2 separate regions of the Ovis aries genome follow, and region 1 is linked to region 2. Evidence: chromatin contacts called from public Hi-C data. All regions are on one chromosome and are shown on one strand. The core of a region is the stretch at or near the end of the contact, and the rest is flanking DNA. Distances in the headings are between cores, read along the strand shown. Region 1 overlaps PPP3R1 (protein phosphatase 3 regulatory subunit B, alpha). Region 2 holds the start of PPP3R1 (protein phosphatase 3 regulatory subunit B, alpha).

The links. Hi-C and Micro-C count contacts between places; a contact is called where the count stands out from the background.
Region 1: a Hi-C map of tail adipose tissue shows a contact between it and region 2, with 2.6 times the contacts expected there. The contact joins the enhancer-like site here to the promoter of PPP3R1 in region 2. A contact is called at or near these places in 4 of 16 Hi-C or Micro-C datasets (hypothalamus, liver, muscle and 1 more).

What each region holds. Positions count from the first base shown.
Region 1 is chr3:40,137,791-40,144,825 of ARS-UI_Ramb_v3.0, reverse strand. It overlaps PPP3R1 (protein phosphatase 3 regulatory subunit B, alpha), which reads right to left. Exons shown (of 6, transcript XM_027966683.3): 3 at 3,227-3,403; 4 at 2,101-2,160; 5 at 847-1,031. Among named protein-coding and RNA genes, the nearest start is that of PNO1, 24 kb to the left of the region's middle. Within about 2 kb of position 4,210, at least 6 of the 54 cell types and tissues checked have an H3K27ac peak or open chromatin away from gene starts, as enhancers often do. A contact at or near this core is called in tail adipose tissue, where this site is marked.
Region 2 is chr3:40,081,673-40,088,236 of ARS-UI_Ramb_v3.0, reverse strand. It overlaps PPP3R1 (protein phosphatase 3 regulatory subunit B, alpha), which reads right to left and starts at 2,815. Exons shown (of 6, transcript XM_027966683.3): 1 at 2,377-2,815. The coding sequence starts at 2,379.

The DNA.
Region 1 (7,035 bases), core at 2,961-5,460, 55 kb before region 2:
TGAACTTCTACTTAAAAGCCAAAGCAGCTACTTAAGCCCTTATGTAACACATGACAAACGAATCTGTTTTCCCTGGTGTCGTTTAAGGGAAAAATGAAGAGGAGGAAAACCTTCTACAGAAGTATCCAGTAATGACTGAAAATTCTCACAACGTTTTATTTTCTTTGCATTCCTTTGGATTGTCCAGGATCTTCAATTTACTGTTACAACCGATTATGACACATCAGAAAGTTACTATCTCTGTTTTAGGGGCAGCAGCCACAGGAGAGAAGCAATAAACAGGAAGCCGAGCCAGGGCCCCAGTTCTCACTGAGAGCAAGCTCTCCAGGACTTCTCACAACTGTAGGCTATGCCTCTGTGGAGCCCTTGCCCCAGATCACAGTAACTACCTGTCAGCAGCTTAGAAAAAAAGGAGAGGGGAAAACAAATCACCTTTCTACACTGCCTCGCTGCTGAGTTTGACAGATGGGGACTCCATTTCTGTCATCCTTGTGACCAAGCTTCTGAATTCCTAGCTGAAATTCATGAACTCTTATTTCCTACAGAAGTATTTTCAAATAACCTAGTTGTTCACTTGGGAGGCTACCAATAATAAGTAAAAGTGACTAGTTCCATTGTTGGGGCATTTTATCAGACAATCACTGAGAATATTAGTTCTTGAGAATAATTAGTAATTAGTAACAGTTACAACAAAGAACATTTCAAAACTTTGAATCTGGGGCTATTGGGCAAAATCAAACAGAAATTTCTAGGGCAAAATATAACTATAAGGAATTCTCTATTAAGTGATATTAAAAATGTTTTTATGAAATATAACTAATGAAGAACTAGCTTTTTTGTACTTACAGCACAGAATTCTTCAAAGGATATTCTTCCATCCCCATCCTTATCTGCATTTATTATGGTTTTGTCTACGATTTGCTGTAACTGTGTGTCTTTCAGATTGTTCCCCACCATCATCTTTAGCACCTGGAAGAGTTCCCCATTGGAAATATAGCCGTCTTTATCCATGTCATAGATACGGAAAGCAACTAAAAAAAGAGTAAGGAAAAATCAATGGCAATTGCATGGTAATCACGAACACTTTCTAAGAGAGAGAAGATAGGAAGCTGCCCAGCATTTAGAATTCTACTATGAGGACAGCTCCTTCCTACACAGAGATGTTGTCTTTAGGTGAAACTAGGTGGTTACAAGTATATGGGCTATGGAGTTAAAACTGCTTGGGACAATTAACATAGCCTGGAGTTTAAGTCATTTACCCTTTCCTAAGCTTCAGTTTCTGCACATATAAAATGGGGGCTAATAACAGTTCTAACCTCCCAGGTCCCAGGTCCTCAACCTCCAGGATCTAATGCCTGATGATCTGAGGTGGAGCTGATGTAACAGTAATAGAAATAAGTGCCCAATAAATGAATGGAGTTGAATCATCCTGGAACCACTCCCTACCCCTAGTCCATGGAAGAATTGTCTTTGACAAAATTGGTTCTGAGTGCTGAAAAGGTTGGGGACTGCTGCTTTACAGTACTGAGTGAGATAATATACAATCAAAGACAGTAACTGTTATTACTATTAATATTATTCTCATTTGTATCAAGAGTTCATTTGCAAAGGAAGTTAGCATATAGCCTGTGCCTCAGAGAACTGTTATTGAATATAATGTCTCTCCAGTTAAGAGCTGAATATTTTAAAAAGATACCAGATGTTCCCTGAAAGAGAGGCAAGCCTACATAAACCAAAATAGTAAACTTCCAGCTAAATAATTCTGAATACAAGTGTAAACGAAGTTAGGTTAATCATATTAAAGCATTTCTTCTCACTTCCATGCCAATATTTTATATTACTTACCCACAAATGGAATATAATGCTTAAAAACTGTTAATCAATTTTGTCTACTGTACACCTGTAACTTATAAGTAATAATGACACATCATTAAAAAATACAAATTGCAAATGTCCAAGAAGGATTTTCTCCAGAATGTAAAATTTCTGTTATGTCTACTAAGGATCTAGAATAAAAGATACCTTTTAGAATATTTTAAAAAGAGGTTATAATGCAGTATGGGGTAATGGTCTAAGAACTCAGTGAAGAAAAATACTTACACCTCAACTTCTGTTCCTTATCTCCTTTGACACTGAACTGAGAGACTCCCTCAATGAACTCTGAATAAGAATAAAACACATTTACAAATCAGAAGTTTCAATTTTTTACAAAGAAGAACAATACACACACGCGCATGGACACAAACCCTACATGCTCACAACAGAATATTTTCCTGTTCCAAAAGAAAATATTACTAGTGGCATTTACAACGGAAAAAGCCAAATCTGAAAGTTCAACAAACAAGGTTCTATATATAATTTGAACCTGGAACTCTCTAAAATCAAATCAACTTGAACAAGTTGATTTATTTTTTATTATTATTAAAAATTAGTTGCTACAGAGCATAACACTCAAAAAACATATTCTTTAAGCTATTTAACTCTATATTCTTAGAATATGACTATACAAGAGGGCTTTAAAAAAATATTTACATTGTTTGGCAGAAAAAATTGGGAGGTTTCTGGTTCCAAAATTCAGAACCATTTACATAAACTGTTCGAAGTTTCATAACAAATGGTCATTTTTCTTCACTGCTGCTGAACACTAAATCACAACTAGTTTAGAGCCCTTCACTTGGACAATTCAATTCTTCAAATGAAAATAACAAAAATTCTTTGACTTCCTGATGAAATGAAAGGTTTATTTAAAGTGCAGAACCAAATGGCTGACATTAGCAAAAGCACTACTGTCTTTGTAAAATCTAGATTAACTAAATTAATCCCGTCTATGATAATACTCCTATCCTTCTGACTTCAGCTTTTTTTAAAATTGCTGACTTATTGTTAAAGTCTCATTCTTTTAAAAAACAGTTTTTAAAAAATGTGGCTTCTAATATTTTAAGTTTCTCTGAAATTTTCTAACAACAAAAGAAATACTAAATCCCATTTTTTAGATTACCTAAAAGGGTATTTCGATCATTTATGTTCCAAAAAGTACAAGGTCTTATTAGTTTATTAAAGTTCATATATCACAGACTTTTGAGTTTTAACAATCTATTATTATAAGAAAACCAGTACTCAAGGACATTCAAGAAAAAAATCAACTTTTCAGACATTTTTGTACAAAGAAATGTAAGACTACTGATAGATTGCCTAACTTGCAGTTTAACTAAAACTACTTTCTTACCTTTAAAGTCTACTTCTCCATTCCCATCAGTGTCGAATATATCTATTACTCGCTGTACTAGGGGATTCTGTTGTAACTCAGGTAGAGACATGAACTCTTCCACACTCAAAGAACCAGAATTGTCCAAATCGAGCTTCTTAAATCTCTTTCCTAGCCTTTTAATTTCATCAGCATCAACTAAAAGCAAACAAAAAGAGGCAGCACGATTTAACAAATGATTGTATGATAACTACAAGAAGAAATTCAGCAGTTATCCAATAGTTTAATTTTCAGTTTAATTTAGAGTTGAACATACTATGGAATAACTTCTTATAGCAAAGAAAATATATCATGAAATTTTTTTCATTACCTCTTTGCCTGTGTGCACCCGCCATAACATACAACCAACTGTATGCTGAGTACCAAGATATTACAGGATTGACAATGCTAAGCTGATCATGAAAGTCAGGTGGTTCATATCAGGCGGACTAAATCAATCTCTGCTATGTACACCAGGCACTCTGATTTTCATTTCTGTTTTAAAATTTTAATTTAGTTTATTTCTAACAGTTCATGGTTCAAAATCTGAACAAGGTTTGAATACAGTTCAATATTCAAAGTCTCCCTCCAATGCTGCCAGCTTCTTGAATATTCGTCTAAAGATCACTCTTCGCAAGTATGAACAAATAAAACCCAGCACCTTTTAATTTTTTATTAAATTTTAAGGAAAAACTTTCATAAAAGTCAAATATTTTTAAAGGTTACTTTTCATTTACAGTTATTACCAATCTCCTAAAAACTAGGCACAGATCAAATCCATCCTGGCAACACCACTGAATGTTTCAGATCTGTACTTCTAAATATAAAGAATTCCAACTTTTGGCACCATCTTTCATCGAAGATTTTTTTCAGCTACTTGGAATCACACTCCCTTTAGAACAGATGAACAAGGAAAAACAAACAAACCTCACCCTTTTGACTCATCTTGTGACTCAGAGACACTGTTTTTCATGTTTTGCCAAGTCTCAACTTGAGACTCATGCTATTTCTCCACGTTTTGTAAGGATACCTCTGGGAGGGACTATCTTTTCTAGTAGTTGAAAGTTTCTACATATTCAATTTAAACTATACTATACAAAGTATTAAAACAGATAATCTTATAATCATACATATATGCCTGCCTCTAAAAATCAAGATATTAAAAACAGATCTTTTAGTCTGAGTTTCTAAAATACAGCTATTACTATGGAATGTTAACACAGAAAACAACCAAATTAAATGATTGAAACCTTACCCAGATCAATCCATCCTTGAATATACTCAGGAACAAAGGTACAATCTAGATGGTTACTTATTTAAAGTGATTTCAAGAATCTTATTAGTATTAACATATAAAATAATTAAGAAGTTGCTTTCATAGATCTCATGATGCTACTCTAAGTTTAAATAAGTATTTCTAATTGGACATAATAACACTAAAGAATATATAATATATATAGAAAGTTGCCTATCTATTCATCATCTCAGATAAAGAAACATCAAAAAATTATTATATATATTTTTTCTCATTTAGAAAAAAGAATATAAGAGATTCCCAACAGCAGCAAAGAGATGTAGGCCTTCAAGCACTGTTATTACTAAACACACACACACACGCACACACACACACACACAAAGTTGCTACTCGACTGTTAGGTGGTTTTGAGGAAAAGCAGAATGGTAGAAAAACAAGCTTTCCTCAAATTTTAGCCAATTTCCAAAATTTGTATAATTGTAATAAAGAACAAAACACTATTCCTTCAAAAAATCTAACAGCCACTTTATAAATAATTTATTACCTATTGGTTTGTTTATGATTTAAAAACAAAGTAAGTCTATCAAATCCTTCCAGCAATAACAGTATTTTCAAAGAAACAACTAAATGTGAGGTGGTATCCTGAAAAGAATCTTGGAAAAGTCACCTTTTATCCCCACTAAAATATAGCGCTTACAGCGATAAATGCAAAGAAATAGAGGAAAACAACAGAATGGGAAAGACTAGAGATCTCTTCAAGAAAATTAGAGATACCAAGAGAACATTTCATGCAAAGATGGGCTCGATAAAGGACAGAAATGATATGGACCTAACAGAAGCAGAAGATATTAAGAAGGGGTGGCAAGAATACACAGAAGAACTGTACAAAAAGATCTTTACGACCAAGATAATCATGATGGTGTGATCACTCACCTAGAGCCAGACATCCTAGAATGTGAAGTCAAGTGGGCCTTAGAAAGCATCACTACGAATAAAGCTATTGGAGGTGATGGAATTCCAGTTGAGCTATTTCAAATCCTAGAAGATGATGCTGTGAAAGTGCTGCACTCAATATGCCAGTAAATTTGGAAAACTCAGCAGTGACCACAGGACTGGAAAAGGTCAATTTTCATTCCAATCCCAAAGAAAGGCAATGCCAAAAAATGCTCAAACTACCGCACAATTGCACTCATCTCACATGCTAGTCAAGTAATGCTCAAAATTCTCCAAGCCAGGCTTCAGAAATACGTGAACTGTGAACTTCCTGATGGTTCAAGCTGGTTTTAGAAAAGGCAGAGGAACCAGAGATCAAATTGTCAACATCCACTGGATCATCGAAAAAGCAAGAGAGTTCCAGAAAAACATCTATTTCTGCGTCACTGACTATGCCAAAGCCTTTGACTGTGTGGATCACAATAAACTGTGGAAAATTCTGAAAGAGATGGGAAAATTCTGAGAGACCTGCCTCTTGAGAAACCGATATGCAGGTGAGGAAGCAACAGTTAGAACTGGACATGGAACAACAGATTGGTTCCAAATCGGAAAAGGAGTATGTCAAGGCTGTACATTGTCACCCTGCTTATTTAACTTCTATGCAGAGTACATCATGAGAAACGCTGGGCTGAAAGAAGCACAAGCTGGAATCAAGATTGCCGGGAGAAATATCAATAACCTCAGATATGCAGATGATACCACCCTTATGGCAGAAAGTGAAGAGGAGCTAAAAAGCCTCTTAAAAGTGAAAGAGAGAGTGAAAAAGTTGGCTTAAAGCTCAACATTCAGAAAACGAAGATCATGGCATCTGGTCCCCTCATTCATGGGAAATAGATGGGGAAACAGTGGACACAGTGTCAGACTTTATTTTTTTGGGCTCCAAAATCACTGCAGATGGTGACTGCAGCCATGAAATTAAAAGATGCTTGCTTCTTGGAAGAAAAGTTATGACCAACCTAGATATATTAAAAAGCAGAGACATTACTTTGCCAACAAAGGTCTGTCTAGTCAAGGCTATGGTTTTTCCAGTGGTCATGTATGGAAGTGAGAGTTGGACTGTGAAGAATGCTGAGTGCTGAAGAACTGATGCTTTTGAACTGTGGTGTTGGAGAAGACTCTTGAGAGTCCCTTGGACTGCAAGGAGATCCAACCAGTCCATTCTAAAGGAGATCAGCCCTGGGATTTCTTTGGAAGGAATGATGCTAAAGCTGAATGAAGCTCCAGTACTTTGGCCGCCTCATGCAAAGAGCTGACTCGTTGGAAAAGACTCTGATGCTGGGAGGGATTAGGGGCAGGAGAAGGGGATGACAGAGGATGAGATGGCTGGATGGCATCACTGACTCGATGGACATGAGTCTGAGTGAACTCCGAGAGTTGGTGATGGACAGGGAGGCCTAGCGTGCTCCGATTTGTGGGGTTGCAAAGAGTCGGACACGACTGAGCAACTGAACTGAACTGATAAGAGCTTACAATGTTGTAACAATGATTAATTTCTCGATTTTGATAACAATAATTGCATTTCAAGTCTGTGAAATGTTAACAT
Region 2 (6,564 bases), core at 1,566-4,065:
TTTATTTGAGTTAATCAATACGCCACAAGGCACAACTGAGGTACAGGCTCGACACTTGCGAACCAGTGCTATACTCAGCAGACCAACACAATTCCAAAAGTTGAGGAGCCACTGTCATGACAAATTATGCCCTGAAATGGTATTGAGAGGACGGCAGAAAAAAGAGCCAAGAGTGAACCAAAAAATAAATACTAAAAAGGAAACTGGAAAGAAGAGGGAAATAATGACCTGGAAGAAAAAAAAAAACCTATGGGAAGTTTAAAATATTTTTGAAAGATAAAGAAACACTAACTTTCCAGAAGATAAATTTAAAAGCTAAAAGAGCATTTCCCAAATTCTGACTGTAGCTCAAGAAAAAAAAAGCGTGAGGGGGGTACGGGAGAGGAGGCACCACAGAGGGGAAAAGAACTATTTGGAAGTCAGATCATTCTCCTATACACTACATCAACAAGACTAGGTCTTTGTTCCTCAAAACGTATCCTTTATAAATACCGGTTAAAAAAAACACTGGACAAAGATCTTCAAGATCTGGACCCTCGGGTAAAATACATCTATAAGGAAGCTGTATTAAAGCACTAGAGCACAATTCATAACTCCAAAAGATTATGCCAAAAAAAAAAAAAAGAGAGTACTATGTACTATGAATGGCTCTGATATAACTTGTTTTTGTAGCAGTCTGGAAAAACCTAAGTTTTGACTTTGAAGGCCAAAATCGTCTCGAAGCTGCCTCCCAAATTGGCAAGGAAAAACCTCCTCCACGTATCAAAATCACTAACCATTTCTTAAGTCTGCTCCTAATCTGAATTTTAAGGACACTAATAGGCGCACTTAGGGCTTCCCAGATGGCTCAGTGGTAAAAAAAAAAAAAAAAAAAAAATCCGCCTGCCAATTTAGAAGACGAGGGTTCGATCCCTGGGTTGGGAAGATTCTCCTGGAGAACGGAATGGCAACCCCACTCCAGTATCCTTGCCGTGAAAATCCCATGAACAGAGGAGCCTGGTGGGCTACAATCCATGAGGTCGCAGAGTCCGACACGACTGAGCACACACACAATAGGTGCACTTAATCATTTGTCCTATTTTTTAAATAAAAGCTGACTTACTTGACTACTGTCACTTTCTTCTCCCACAATCACACTAAACTGATCTCAAGTTGCAGTCCACACAATTTCTCTCTTCACTCACCCACCACACTATTTTGAAATACTTAATTCTACATACAAGGTGAAATACAATACAATTAAAAGCTGCAAGACATTACTCAACGCCTAGCAATCAGTCGGAATAATCTTCGGACAACTGTTCAAAAACTTTTAGAAATAGCCTAACGACCAAATCACCTGTTCGGATATCTGATCTAGATGAAAAAGCACTGCAAACTTTTTCTACTCTGCATGCAATTCTTGATTACAAAGAGAAAACTCCACAGGCTAGCCGGAGCTAGAGAACCGGTAGGGTAACAGGCTAAAAGGGCGTCGTTGATTTCTTGGCTACAGTGACAGAGGCGGGAGACACACCCCTAGCGTCGGTCGGAAACACTACAGCAGTTGAGTTCTACCTAGGGATTAATGTGAGGGTAAGGAAAGACAAATTTAAATCGCCATGATTCAAAAACAACCAGCACCGGAGAAACCCACGAAGGTAACAAAGAAAACGAGAAACCCTTGGCAATCAGTAAGCACTAAAAACAAGTATCCCCGTTTATCACAATCCGAGCTACACTGTGTTCATGAATCGACACCTTGGACCTTTCCGGTTCGCCACTGCAGAGAGAAAACCAGCAGCGAAGAAGGAAAAAAAAAAAAAAAAGCCTCGTAAGGTTGCAAACTGCAGTGAAATAAACACTAACGGGAGAGGGGGGAAGTAAGTGGCAGGATTCCTGCCAAGACTTGCTGCTTCAAAATAGAGTGGGAGTGGAAGAGAGCGCGGCCCTGGAGAGAAAGTGGGTCTTATATAAAGAGCCACTGGCCACCTATGATTGCCGTAGGATTCCGGAATCTCCCCGAACTTGAGAGTGAGTGCGGGGCTGAGAGGGGGGCTCCACGTGGAGGAGGGTCCGGAGAAGGGAAAGCGGGCCGATCAGGGGACAGTACCGGGCGCACGGCCGGGGTGGCTGGGGGTCGAGGCCCGGGCGGAATCCCAGAGGCGCGAGGGGGGAGGGGGCGGAGGGGCTCCCCGCGGAGGCCCGGGGGCGGGCGCGGGGGCCCCGCCGGGCTGTCAATCCGCCGCCCGTCGCCCCCGGGCCGCTGGGGCTTTCTCGGGTCTCTCGAATTTTCCACCGGGGGAAGCCGCCCGGGGGAGTCGGGGCTCGCCCCCGCCCCTGCCCCTGGAAGCGGCGGGCGGGGAGCGATGGTGCGTGGGGAAGCCGAGAGCTCACCATTTTGCTTGGCGGTCGGCGACTCGCTCGCACAGAGAAGAGTGTCGGCGCTCTGACGGTCTCCCGCAGGAAGCAGTGGCGGCGGCGGCCCAGCTACGCTCGGCTGGGGCGGCTGCGGCCCTCGGGACGCCCGCGGGGGAAGGGGGGGTGCAGGCTGGGGGAGGGCAAGCGGCGCCGCGGGGAGCGCGCCGGCCGGGGTGACTGGACACGCGGGAGCTGGCGGGGAGAAGAGAAATTAAGGTCGAGATTCAGAGACGGAGAGCGCGGGAGGAGACACGGCGAGAAGTGGAGAGAGACAGAGCAGGGAGGGAGGCGGGGGAGAAGGGGGCCAAGCGGCTCGGGGGCTGCAGCCTCGCACTCGTGCTCGCGCCCGCACCAGAGCCGTGACGGACTCACTGCAGTGGCTCGCACTGACCCGCAACCTCAAGGCACGAAAAAGGGGGAGGGCGGGAGAGGGAGGGGAAAGCGGAGCGCAGCGGCGCGCGGGGCGGAGGGCGGGGGCGCGCGCGGAGCCGGCGGCGGGGGCGGGGCTTCCGCGAGCGCCGCACATCCGGGAACTCGCGCACCCGCTCGGCGGCGGCTGCGGCGGCGCTCTGGCGAGCTCTGGTTGGGGAGCGCGGAGCGCGCCGGCCGCCCCCTGCGTGCAAAGCGGGGGGAGCGCGGGGGCGGGGGCGCGGACGTCAGTGACGTCGCGTGGTGGAGCCCTTCCTGTCATGTGGCTGGAGGCGGGCGGGGTGGAGGGGGTGAAGAGGGGGAAGGCTGAGCCGAGAGGGGGAAACGAGGAAATACGAGGGTTCCCTGTGAGGGAGGAAGTGCGAGGGGTGCGCGAGCCTGGGCAGAGGGGGCCTTGGGCCCGGGAGTGAAAACCTCGTAGGAGAGGAGGAACAGATGAGCGGCCTTAAGGTCGGAACACCCAGACTCTTCACCAAAAAGAGGCCAACCCCAGCCCTGGGGCTGGAGGGAATCAGTTTGCGCCTGAAGACAGGTATCTTTGCATCAGTGTGATGGCTTGGATGCCCTACAGAATGCATGTCGCGTCTAAACACTTGTCACCCAGGTGCAGCGCCCGCAGGCCTACACACGTATATAGGTTGGCAGTCAGGAGCCGGGTTGGGAAGACAGGAGGAGGCTTGCAGAGTCAACAGAACAGACGATAGAGAGGCTGCCGCGAAGCCCTTCGCACCCAGCTCTGGATTTTCCTGAAACCCGCCAGGCGACCTTTTTGACGCGGCAGTGTTTTGGTGAAGGGTTGAAAGACCGATTGCCCACTTGTCCCTTTAGTAGGGCTGTATTCACTTTGGTGGTAATTACTGTTCTCAGAAAATTGGGACTACGGTGGGACGTGGAGTCCAGAAAAGCCTAAGGATGGAAAGTTATGTTCAGGGGGGGAAAAAAAAGCTGCCAGGAGAGGTGTGATTAAGGATAATGATGGAAGCATTTTGCAACAGTTTTAACCAGTTACTCCTTTTCAGCTCTTGATAATCTCGTGTGTGTATGTGTGTGTGTGAGAGAGAGAGAGAGATGTTTACTGAGTGGTCAGAAACTCCTAGTGAACAAATTGTTTTCAACAGTTTTATTAAAAACTATAGTATTTTTAAAGGCAGTCTGCTAAAGCTCCTTATGTGAGTTTTCTTCTTAACGCGCTAATCATTTTTCTATGTGATAAACATTCATCATTTGTAATAGAAACTCAGTGATGTGCCCTAGAGATGTGCAACTAACCTTTCGTCCCTTCCTCTTCTTTAAAAACTATTTTGTATCCGTTTCAGTATAAATAAGGGAAAGTAACTGATGACAAGCTGTATCACATAGCGAATGTATGGAGGAAAGGCCGAGAAATGACCCTGTTTCTTCCACCGTTTAATCTGTTAAGTCTTGACTTAGATATGTTGCTATTTAGATTCTAATATGTATTCCAAAACAGAGGGAAATCCCTAAGGTATATTGTCATTTATGTTGGCTAGGTATATTATTTTTAGTTAGTTTTTCATCATAAAATTAAGCTCACTTTTTAAAAGAACAGTATTTTAAAAATTCCTCCCCCTCAACTCCACCTCTTAGAGATCATCACTGTAACTGCATTTGTGTGTCCCTCGGATACGTTTAGTGAAAATGAAATTATCATTTTGACTGAGGATTAAATACTGAGAAGGAATTTGAGCTATATGGGATACTATAGATTCAAAGTGACCCGTAATTTTGTCATGATTTGTACCAATGCAGACTATAGTCATTCAACAAATATCTGTTGTGAACTTAAATCAGGAATTTAAGAGTTCAGAGCTGTGAAAGATTGGCTAGCCTTTGTGACTAACAAGAAACACAAGGCCAGTTCACTTGTTTCTTGGCATCATGCAAATTTACCGGAATTCACCACTTACATTCTCCCAGTTTTGCATATACTGCATAGTATACAAACTGGTAGCATCTCTGACTCTGAAACCGATTATTCTGAATTCATTAAGAGAGGTAAATCCACAATGCACCTTTATCATCCAGGTTTTTCCCCTGAGGTCAAAATGGAAAGTATGGTAATCAGTCTTCTCTCTGTCTTTTTACTAAGGGAGCAAGTACCTAGTGGTCCTGCCAAAAACACACAAGGCAAAGGACGTATCTAATAAGTGGGTTATTATTTCCTGGAAAACTTAGCATGTAAAAGATGATTGTTGGGGAGCATTATGGAGGTAAGTTGGAGGGAGAAACACTTAAGACAGAGATACCAGTTATAGGAATGGTAACAGCTAGCATGAGGTCATGAGAAGTATCAATAGTGGAGAAAAGGAAGGGATCAATAGGAAAAACATGGAGTAAAAATGGACTATGCAGTTTAACCAATGTAGGGAATAAGAAGAGGGAAAATAAAAGATGACCATTATACTTTGTTTGGTGACAGCAAATAGTGATACCATTGAGAGAAACAGAGAAGTCTGGAGAAGTTTGATTGCTGAGTGGAAAGAGATGAGTTTGGATTTTAAAATGCTAAATCTGAGTTGCTGGTGAGATATCCTTGTGGAAGCACCCAAGGGAAAAGAAGCTGGAACTGCAGGGTAGAAAGGAGGAGAGATGTGGGAATCATCTCAAAAAAAAAAAGAAATCAAAATTGAAAACTTCAAGTGTCCCCTTATTTAGACACAAGAAAAAGAAGGGACCCCAAGATCATCATAAAGCTAAGTAGAATTTATTTTTGAGGTTTTAAGAAAAAGCGTAATGCTTGCAGTCATATTTGACTGCACAACAGCTTTAGACTTCAGTGTCTCTGTAATTATCTTTCTGAAGTTAGCTATGTCACAGGTAATTTTATCAAGGTCATTGTGATATACAGAAATCTACATGATAATAAAGGTCTCATTGTGGTCATTTCCTTATATATCAAATATAAGAGTGGTAGAAGAGCTGAATTAGCATTTCTATAGTTGTTTAAGGCATTCCTGTGCAATGTTACCCCAAAATATGCACTGTCATTCATGATTATGTTGAATGACAATGGGGTCAACATAAAGTTAAATGATTTAACTTTTATACTCATTTAATTTTATACTCATACATGGAAAGAAAATGCCAATTGAAAAAGAATCAAAACAACTTGTAAATAATGTCTGTTCCTTTTTAGTACACATCTGTTAACACAGAGGAAACATCTACCTCCCCTCCTAAATAAAACCATACATGTCCCAGCTCAAGAAGCCAAGATTTAAGAATATGTTGTACCTTTCTGCCATCCAGTTTCATATAAAATTCTCTTTGCTGTGAGCACCGAGGTTGCATGGGGAAAAAATCGCTTTCCTTCCTAGAATCTCTTTTTATACCAAGAAGAAAGCAAGGATGCCAGGTAGGCCCCTGCTCCATGGTATGGTTGAAGGAGGATTCCTTGGCACCTGAGTTGGCAGGGAAGTGGCTAGTTCCCTTCTGGCTAAGCAGCAAAAGTAGGAACCAAGGATTCCAAGTTCTATCTTGGAAACTCATTTCTCCATAGAAACAATTTTACAAAGAATTCTGTAAACAATGACCTTCCTACAAAAGCCTACTTATAATGTAGCTGAAACTCTGTATTTGCTATTAAAAACACAATGATAGAAATCAATGCTCTTAAAATATATATAGTTTTAAGAATTAATGGGAAGAAAAGTGCTGGGTGGATTTTTTTTCTTTTAATTCTACACGTAACTATTTTTAAAACTATGGAATTGT